2 separate regions of the Mus musculus genome follow, and region 2 is linked to region 1. A link is a contact called in public Hi-C data. All regions are on one chromosome and are shown on one strand. The core of a region is the stretch at or near the end of the contact, and the rest is flanking DNA. Distances in the headings are between cores, read along the strand shown.

Region 1 (4,239 bases), core at 821-3,320:
CAGCGGGGCCTCCACAGCATCCTTCCCACATTCCGATCGAGCTTGTGACCAGCTGTCGGGCTCTCAGCAGCTGGGGTGTGTGAGGCTCTTAGTAGTGGGGGCGAGAGAGGCAGGAACATGGGCTGGTAATGAGCTAATCCAGCAGGGCGTGGTGTCTTAGGTCTGTCGGCCCCAGCGCTTGCTGTCTCTCCAGTCAGTTCAAAGCCAACCTGGACTACATGAGCTCCTGACTCAAAAACTGAAACCCACGGTGGTGTGCTAGACCAATGGTCACAATGTGCCTTGACATTGTGCCTTAGAATGGGAATTCAACAGGACAAGGGACGATGAGAGAAACCACCATCACCCTTCGTGGCAGAGGCAGGAAGTCAGCCAGCAGAGTTCTGATTGGTGGATGCTCTCCTTGCTCCCAGGGCACAGGGCAAGGCCACACAGCAACTAATAGGATGAGGAGGATGTCTCCACAGGGCACCTACTATGTGCTAAAAGCACAGGGCACCTACTATGTGCTAGAAGCTTTCTGTGCTATCTCCCAAGGATCCAATGTGGGCAGAACTCTCAGGACCAAGAGCACAGGAGCTCATGGCTTGTACTGCAAGGTGTGGGAGAGCCAGTAGCCACCCAAGCCTGGTGGACTCCTCATGCGATGCCTTTGCCACCCTAGCATCTAGCAGGACTGCCTCCACATGGACTGGGGCTGTGACACGGGCTGTGACTCATGACCACTGAGTTCCCTGGTTCAGCCTAGGCTGGGGGTCTGGCAGAAAGCACATCTCCGACCACGCAGGCTCTCCTCCAGCTCCTCCTGCCTTGAATATTTATTACCTGTGTTCTGGGGGCTGGGGGGACTATCTCACCTAAGAGTCTGGTAGCACTCCCAGACTTCCCTCCCACCCTGGTCCACTCCTCTGTGATTACCATTCTGCAGAGAGAGGGAGCCACGGGGGCTGTCTCAGGCTGCCCTCTCCATCCCTTGTATCAGGGATGATCACTCCACGAAGCTTCCAATGTCAGTTTCTGAGACAGGACCTCTTTAGTGTTCTCTGTTGCCACCACAGTGACATGGTGACACCCGCTGTCATATCTGGCTACTCTGAGTCCATTCCCCTCCCCAACAGGGGAAGCCCTCTTCCTTTTGGTGGCTGCAGGTCGGGTGACTGGCAGAGGCTGGGACGGTTTCCATCTGGATACCAGAGCATTGTGGGTGTGAAGTGAGGAAGCCCCAGGGGGGAACACGGCCTGGGTGATGGACTAGAAACCTACAGAAAAACCCATGAGTAGGACGCTGGATCCAGACCCTGGCCGCAGGCATGCCTGAAGCTCACCTCTGAGTGGAAGCCAGTACATTCTCCTATTGTTTGCTTTGGTTTGTTCTGTTGCTTAGAGCCCAAACTCTGCCCTCAGAACTCCAGTCCAGAGGGTTTCCCTCAGCTCTCACACTGTAAACAATCACACCGGGTCGGTCATGCCCAGGGAAGAAACGGGACAAACTCGTCAAAGGTGGGCAGACACACTGTGTGCGAATTCACACAGGTGGAATCCGTGGCTGTGCATGGCGGTGCGAGTCTGCGACCCCAAGTTCTCTGGAAGCAGAGGCAGGAGGATTGCTCAAGTTCAAGGCTAGCATGGGCTTCAAAGCAAGTTCCAGGCCAGCCAGGGCTATATAATGAGACCATGTCAGAAAAGAAAGACAGATGGATGGAAGGAAGGATGTATGTATAGAAGGAAGAAAGCAGGCAGGCAAGGAAGTGGGGGAGAGGGAGGGGAAAAGAATTAGAGGAAATTCCTGAATTCCTGGGTAGGATTGCCTAGAATAGAGACACACACCTTCCCACGGGTTGGTATGGGCTCCATTTAACATTAGTATTAACAGGCCCGGTGCCTGAAAGCGTCCTTGTCTGCCCACTGGGCCCTTCAGTCAAGTGGTCAGTCAGTCCCTGGGAAGTCACCAGTACAGAACTGTAAGAAATCCATCTCAGAGGAGAAGTCAGATGCACAGGAGTGACATGAGTCAAGTGACATGCCCAAGGTCCCTGAACTGAAGAGGGGCAGAACCAGCTATGTCCTAGATGTTCCTGGCCCCAAGCCCAGGGCCTTTGCCCCTGGTCCCTGGGTAGCAGGGGCAGGGCTAAGCTGGCTGTCCTCTGAGGCTGTTTGTTCCACCTGACAGCCTTCAAAACTGTTTAAAAGTTAAAAGGAACAGACCTGCACAGCAGGAACAGTCCCCCAGCGCCCAGGGACATCAGCAGCCTCCTGTGTCCTAGGGCTTTAATGGTATTTAAACAATGGCTCCTAGCTGCTGTTCATTGAGCAGCTAATGCCCACCAGGGGCCAATAGGTCAAAGCCCTGACAGGGTTGAGGTGATGAACAACCTTGCTGAAGTGAAGTCCTCTGCGATGCAGGAAGAGACAGAAGAGGCAGGGAGGGAAGGCAGGCTCAGAGAAGGGCTGGCCCGGGACCCATATTCCAGAGCCCTACAGTTCACACTGCGGCCCTCAGAGGCTGCTGTACTCACACCTACAGAAGAGGAAACTAAAGAGGGAGGCAGAGCCACAAGCCCAGGCAATCCAGAGCAAGCAGCGGGAGTGAGGTCCCTGGCATTGCTTCTGGGCTCTACCCATCCTTCCAGCCCAGGCTGGGGGCCTCCTTTCCTGGGGCCTCTTCTGCCCCTCTCCACAGCCTCAAAACCCCTTAGGCTCTATCCGAGATCATGTGAGCCCTAAACTGCCAACCCACTCTTGTTCTGTCTCCACCATTAACTTCTGGCCCATCACCAAAGTGTATTTGCATAAAGCCTACCATGCACAGCTGGACTGCACATGTGCGGGGATGTGTGTGTGTGTGTGTGTGTGTGTGTGTGGTGTGTGGGGGGGGGGGGACTTCCAACCGGCTTCCCCTACCGGGCTCAAGTGATAGTCTTCCCAGTACTGGTGTGGGTGAAAGAGAATCTTGGTCTTAGAGCTGGTAGACCTGGGGCCCCGTGTGATACCCGCCCCATCCCACAGACGTGATGCAGAGGTATACACTCTAAGGCTCAGTCCATAGGATGTAGGTGGAAAGTGCATGCCAGGTTTTATTATTTCCTGAATTCTACAGTGTTAGACTGAAACCCAGGGCCTAGCCCAGATAGGAGAACACTCTGCCACTGAGTTATACCACCACTGGTGCTTTGAGGCAGGTACTCATGTGGTCGTCCTCATCTTAGGGTACACAGAGCGGTGAAAGGACTAAGATCACGCACAGGAGCAGCAGAGCTAGGTCCAAAGTTTTCAACTCCAAAGTTCAAAAACTGTTTGCCATTGTGCTGGGCTGAAACGGCTGAGGTTTTAGGAGACGCCACTCAACACAGGCCAGCAAGGGGGCAGACCAAGACTTTCGGGTTTTTCCCCAAAGAGGTTATGGGACCTTTACACATAGTCACATAAGTCACACAGAATGGGGGCAAGTACTCAGGGTCTCTGTTGCCAGGGTGTTGAAGTCAGCAGGCAAGACTGAGTGAACCAGAGGCAGGCAGCTGGTACAAAAGCCTGGAGGCCACGAAAGACTGGAAGGACTGTGAGTGACCCAGTGTGTGTCATGGCTGAGGAGGAGACTGTGTGTGTCTTCTTCTATGGTTATTATTATTAAGACAGGCTCTCTATATTATTATTAATAATATAGGATCTCTCTATCTATATCCCTGGCTGCCCTGAAACTCACAGTCACTCTCTTCAGACACACCAGAAGAGGGCATCAGATCCCATTACAGATGGTTGTGAGCCACCATGTGGTTGCTGGGAATTGAACTCAGCACCTCTGGAAGAGCAGTCAGTGCACCTAACCACTGAGCCATCTCTCCAGCCCTGTCTTACTCTATCTCCCACCTTGGGCTCTCAAATGTGGGATTACAGATGTGAACCTCTGTACTCACAGGTGTTAGGATTACAGAGAAAACTAGGCTTTCCTCCAGGTTTAATTTGCTAACCTTCTTTTCTGGTGTTGTCTCATTTGTAATGTTTCTAATGTCAAAAATTCAAGGCAAGGGGCTGGAGAGATGGCTCAACGGTTTAAGAGCACTGACTGCTCTTCCAGAGGTCCTGAGTTCAAATTCCAGCAACCACATGGTGGCTTCACAACCATCTGTAATGGGACCTGATGCCCTCTTCTGGTGTGTCTGAAGACAGCGACAGTGTACTCATATACATAAAACAAATAAACTTAAAAAAAAAAAAAACCAGCAGGGCAGTGGTGGCGTATGC
Region 2 (4,239 bases), core at 534-3,033, 170 kb after region 1:
CTGGCCGCCTTAACCAGATGGCTCCAGGCTAGCCCAGAGCAGAGGCTGAGTTTAATGAATCACACATCCAGCATTGCCTCTCCAGACACTGGTTCCTTCCTCCGTAGGAGCTTCCGGGTCAAAGGTCATTGGGGAGTAAGCGTCCCCCTCTGCCTGTTTCCTCATGGGATGGGGTCTTAGGGTGTCTGCTCTTTGTTCTGTTTTTACTTCCGGGGTTGGGAACTGAACCCAGAGCCCTACCTACATCTAGGCGATTGGTCTAACACCGAGCTATGGCCCAGTCTCAGCCCTTTGTTTTTTAAAGATTTGTTTTTATTATTTTTAAATTGTGTGTATATGTGTATGTCCCCTGTGTGTGCACACATGCAATTGCTCAAAGAGTCCAGAAGGGGTAGTTGGATCCCCTTGAGCTGAAGTTACGCACAGCTGTTAGCCTGACATGCGCACTGTGAACCAAACTTGGGTCGTCTACGAAAGGAGCCCGGGTGCTGTTTCCCACTGAGACACCTCTCCAGACCTGTATATTTATATAGCTAGCACCGGCTGGCCTCAGATTACACAGCCTGGAACTTTCGGTGTAGACCAGACTGACCTTAAACACAGACATCTACCTGGTTCTGCCTCCCAGGTACCATGTGCCATGGTGTCCAGCTATACAAAGTGCTTTGATCAAATTCTCCTCTCCTCTCCCTAGCCCCTCCCATATCCACCTCTCCTCTTCCCAGCCCCTCTCATATCCACCTCTCCTCTCCCTAGCCCCTCCTATATCCACTTCTCCTCTCCCTAGCCCCTCCCATATCTACCTTTCACCTACACCAACCTAGAGCCATCTTTTTATTTTATTTTTTTTAAATAACCCACCAAGTTCAGTTTGTGTTGCCCATGGACTCGTAGGTGTGGACTGTCTACTGGAGCACGGTCGACCTACTAAGGATGAAAGCCTTAAAGGAAACTGACTCCTTCTCCCCTAGGCTATCAACTGTCAGTCATCCCAGCTAGGGGTGGGGCTTGGGAGCCCCTCCCTCTGTGCCGGAGTGTTGACCGCCTTGATCTTGCTCAGGCAGCCACAACTGCAGTGAGGCCCTGAGTCCAGTGTTCTAACTGTCCCAGAAGACACTCTTTTGGCCCCTGCACGAGCTCATGCCATGAAGAGAGCCTACCTAAGATCGATGTGTATATGAGCCCCTCAGCCTTGGTCATTTTGAGACAGGGTCTTACATAACACAGACAGGCCTGAAAGCTCATGATCTTCCTGTCTCTGTCTCCCCAGCGCCAGGGCTTCCCAAGCCTCTCTGAGTTGGTTGGTACTCAGCAGGGCTCCTTGGCTTCAAGTGTGGAAAATAGAATTTCTGAGTGTCCTCAGGGGGACTGAGTCACGGCAGAGTGGCCCAGTTGACTAAAACAGCCGTCGCTATGGAAACATGTTAAGCTAGGAATCACTGAAGCAATTGAGGCTGGAAATTTAAAAAAACCCTAGTGTTCACCCACGGCTCCTCACCTCAGAGCTGGGGCACTTCCAGGGGTGACATCTGCTCACCCTATAGGACCAGGTTGTGCAGAGACCATGGCGATTTTCACCATTGACATTTCTGTCAGAGGGTTCCAGTGACACGTGGCTCTCACAAATTATGTGAGCAGTGACATTTGTAAACGTATCCGTTTTCCCCGGGTCTTGGCCAGAGAGAGGATCCTGCCATCAGGTGGCTCTGATGACTGAGCCGTTAAGATCTCATGAGTGTATCTCTCAACTTGTAGTCACCCGGAGGCAGAGGATCTGGCAGAAGCGGGCCAGGGAGGGCAAGCTAGGGGGCTGGGTACAGGGCAGGCCATTTCCAAAGGGCAAAGCAGGCAGCTCTGGGAGGTGGGAATTTTCTTTCCTCCACGTTAGAGAAAGTCTGTGAAGTGGCTCTGAATCCACGAACTGATTCCTGCTGGAGACCCCCATCATGTCTGTTCATTTCTGGCTCACATCTCTTGCTCCCTGGCAGCAGGGATGTGTTGTGACACACCAGCCGGCTGCCCACTGTGCTGTTTTCCTTTCCAGCCCAGTTATAGTCAGCTTTGGTGGGAAGACTCAGCATCGCTGTCAATGGCTCAAATCAGCCCCTTGCTGAGAACTGGCTGGGAGCTTTAATCAGCTCACAGGTGCCTTTGAGAGCTGGACATTCATTCCTTCAGCTTCATCCCTCCCGGGCCTCATCCCTGCTCTCTCCTGCAGTAGCTGAGATGCTCTTTGACACCCAGCAGCAGGGTGCTAGGGGTGTAGCCCACATGCTTAGCATGTGGGAGCCGAGTTCAGTCCCTAACACTGCCAACAAGCAAATAACCCCGGAGGTGACTGAACCCACTTTGTAGACCTGCACAGGCTCCAGCCGACACATGCCCTTGGGAAAATCACCATTCCTCAGGTATAGAGTTGCCTGTTAGGCAAAGGGTCATAGGGACAAGCTGTGTGCTGCTGTGCTCTGATGTGACAGGGGAACGTCATGGTGTCACCTGACTTTCCACAGGAAGGGCTTTTACAACTCAGGTGTCTCATTTTCTTTATCTACTTGACATTTTCTGCTTCTTTAAGGGAAATGAGAACAGAATCTGACATTCCTCAGGGCCCGGGGCCACTGGAGACAGAACTTGAACATCCATCGGAATGGCTGCTATTGATGGCGCCGTAGCTAAGAGTCAGGGGCGCATGATGCTGAAACAGTCTCCATCGCCCTGAAAGACCTAGAGTTCTGAAAAGCAGCATTCTAAAAATAACAGGGCATGTAGGTGACACGGGGCTGGAGCTGACCATTCCAACGTTGTGCAACCCTGCTCGGGGACACTGTGCTAAGTGAAGTTGGCCAGTTACAAAAGGGCAAGCCTTGGGGGCTGGGAGGTTGGGACAGAAGCTCAGTGAAAGGGCATTGGCCTTGAGTCTAAAAGCCCCAAGTTCAATCCCAAGCATCGGGGGAAAAATTTACAAGAACTGAAACTGTCTTTATGTCCAGTTATCTGAAGTTCTTGGGGCAGTAGAGAGCGGTAGAAGACAGAGTGGGTGTGGTTTCTACCCCTGGGGACTTGGGAAATAGGGAGTAGAATTCTTCAGCCTGGTAAAATGCTGAGAAACTGAGGCTGGAGGGGGGAGGGGTGGCCGCACTAAACTGAGTGTCTAAAGCTACACAGCTGGACTCATGCTTAAGGTGAGCCCCACTAGTAGGACACAGAAGCAGGGGGATCACTTCAAGTTCAAGGCCAACCTGGTCTACATAGTAATACTTTGTTGGGGGAAAAAAAAATTCATATGATGGTCCAGAGTTAGCTCAGCGGGTGATGGCTCCTGGACCAAGCTGATGACCTTAAATATGTTTTGTAATGGGGACAGCAGATATGGCGGTACGTGCCACTAATCCCAGCGCTTCAAATGAGGTTCTTGCTAGTTTTTTTTAAAGTGGGACTACAAGGAAATTACAAGTTTCAGTGGTAGCCATCAAGCCCATGTGTGTGGCACGTGTATTGGAAAAGATTCATGCATATAATTCCAAATGGTCCTGCCCAAAGAAAAGGCACAATTATCCCCATTTTTTATTATTTACTTATTTTGAGACAGGCTCTCACTGTGTAGCTCTGGCTGGCCTGGATCTTGCTATGTAGACCAGGCTGGCCTCAGACTCACAGAAATCCACCTGCCTCTGCCTCCCAAGTACCACTGGCTTCCGCTGCACCAGCTTTGAAATGAGGTCTCTTTTTTAAGTTTTTAGTGGTGTATGTGTGTGTTTCAGGATATGTACATGGCTGTGCAGATGCACACAGAGACCAGAAGAAGGTGTTGGATCTCCTGGAACTGGAGCTATGGGTAGTTGTGGGCTTCCTGACGTGTGTGCTAGGAACCAAACTTGGGTCACCTACTCTTTAGATGAGGTCTTGTCACTGGCTCCTTAAACTGCTACAGACAGACACTCTGGCCAGCCAGCCCTGGCTCTCTCTGCCTTGTGCTCTGACAGGACAACATCTTTCATACCTGCCGTTAGTCAGAAAGCCACAAAGCCTTCTGAGGAATGGCCGGAGACATGGGCTGAGGTAGAAGTGCCCTGGCCACCCTCACACTACCCTCTTCCCTTGCAGACCTTGGCACCTGCCATCAACTGGTTACCCTTTCTGAACACCATTTTTTACCCAGTGGAGATCAATGAGTCTGAGCCAATCGTGGTCTACGACAAGGAATACTTGAGACAAGTCTCCACCCTCATCAACAACACC

The links. A called contact is a pair of places that touch in the nucleus more often than the background predicts.
Region 2: a Hi-C map of liver shows a contact between it and region 1, with 1.9 times the contacts expected there. The contact joins two enhancer-like sites. A contact is called at or near these places in 1 of 484 Hi-C or Micro-C datasets (liver), 2 of 115 datasets of contacts at active chromatin or transcription factors (kidney and large pre-B cells) and 3 of 9 other capture datasets (adipose tissue, liver and pancreatic islet).

The regions. Positions count from the first base shown.
Region 1 is chr4:137,771,456-137,775,694 of GRCm38.p6, forward strand. The region is part of intron 1 of Alpl (alkaline phosphatase, liver/bone/kidney); the gene reads right to left. Among named protein-coding and RNA genes, the nearest start is that of Alpl, 23 kb to the right of the region's middle. Within about 2 kb of position 2,071, at least 38 of the 459 cell types and tissues checked have an H3K27ac peak or open chromatin away from gene starts, as enhancers often do. A contact at or near this core is called in liver, where this site is marked.
Region 2 is chr4:137,940,913-137,945,151 of GRCm38.p6, forward strand. It overlaps Ece1 (endothelin converting enzyme 1), which reads left to right. Exons shown (of 19, transcript NM_001369179.1): 9 at 4,105-4,239. Among named protein-coding and RNA genes, the nearest start is that of Gm52683, 34 kb to the left of the region's middle. Within about 2 kb of position 1,784, at least 101 of the 459 cell types and tissues checked have an H3K27ac peak or open chromatin away from gene starts, as enhancers often do. A contact at or near this core is called in liver, where this site is marked.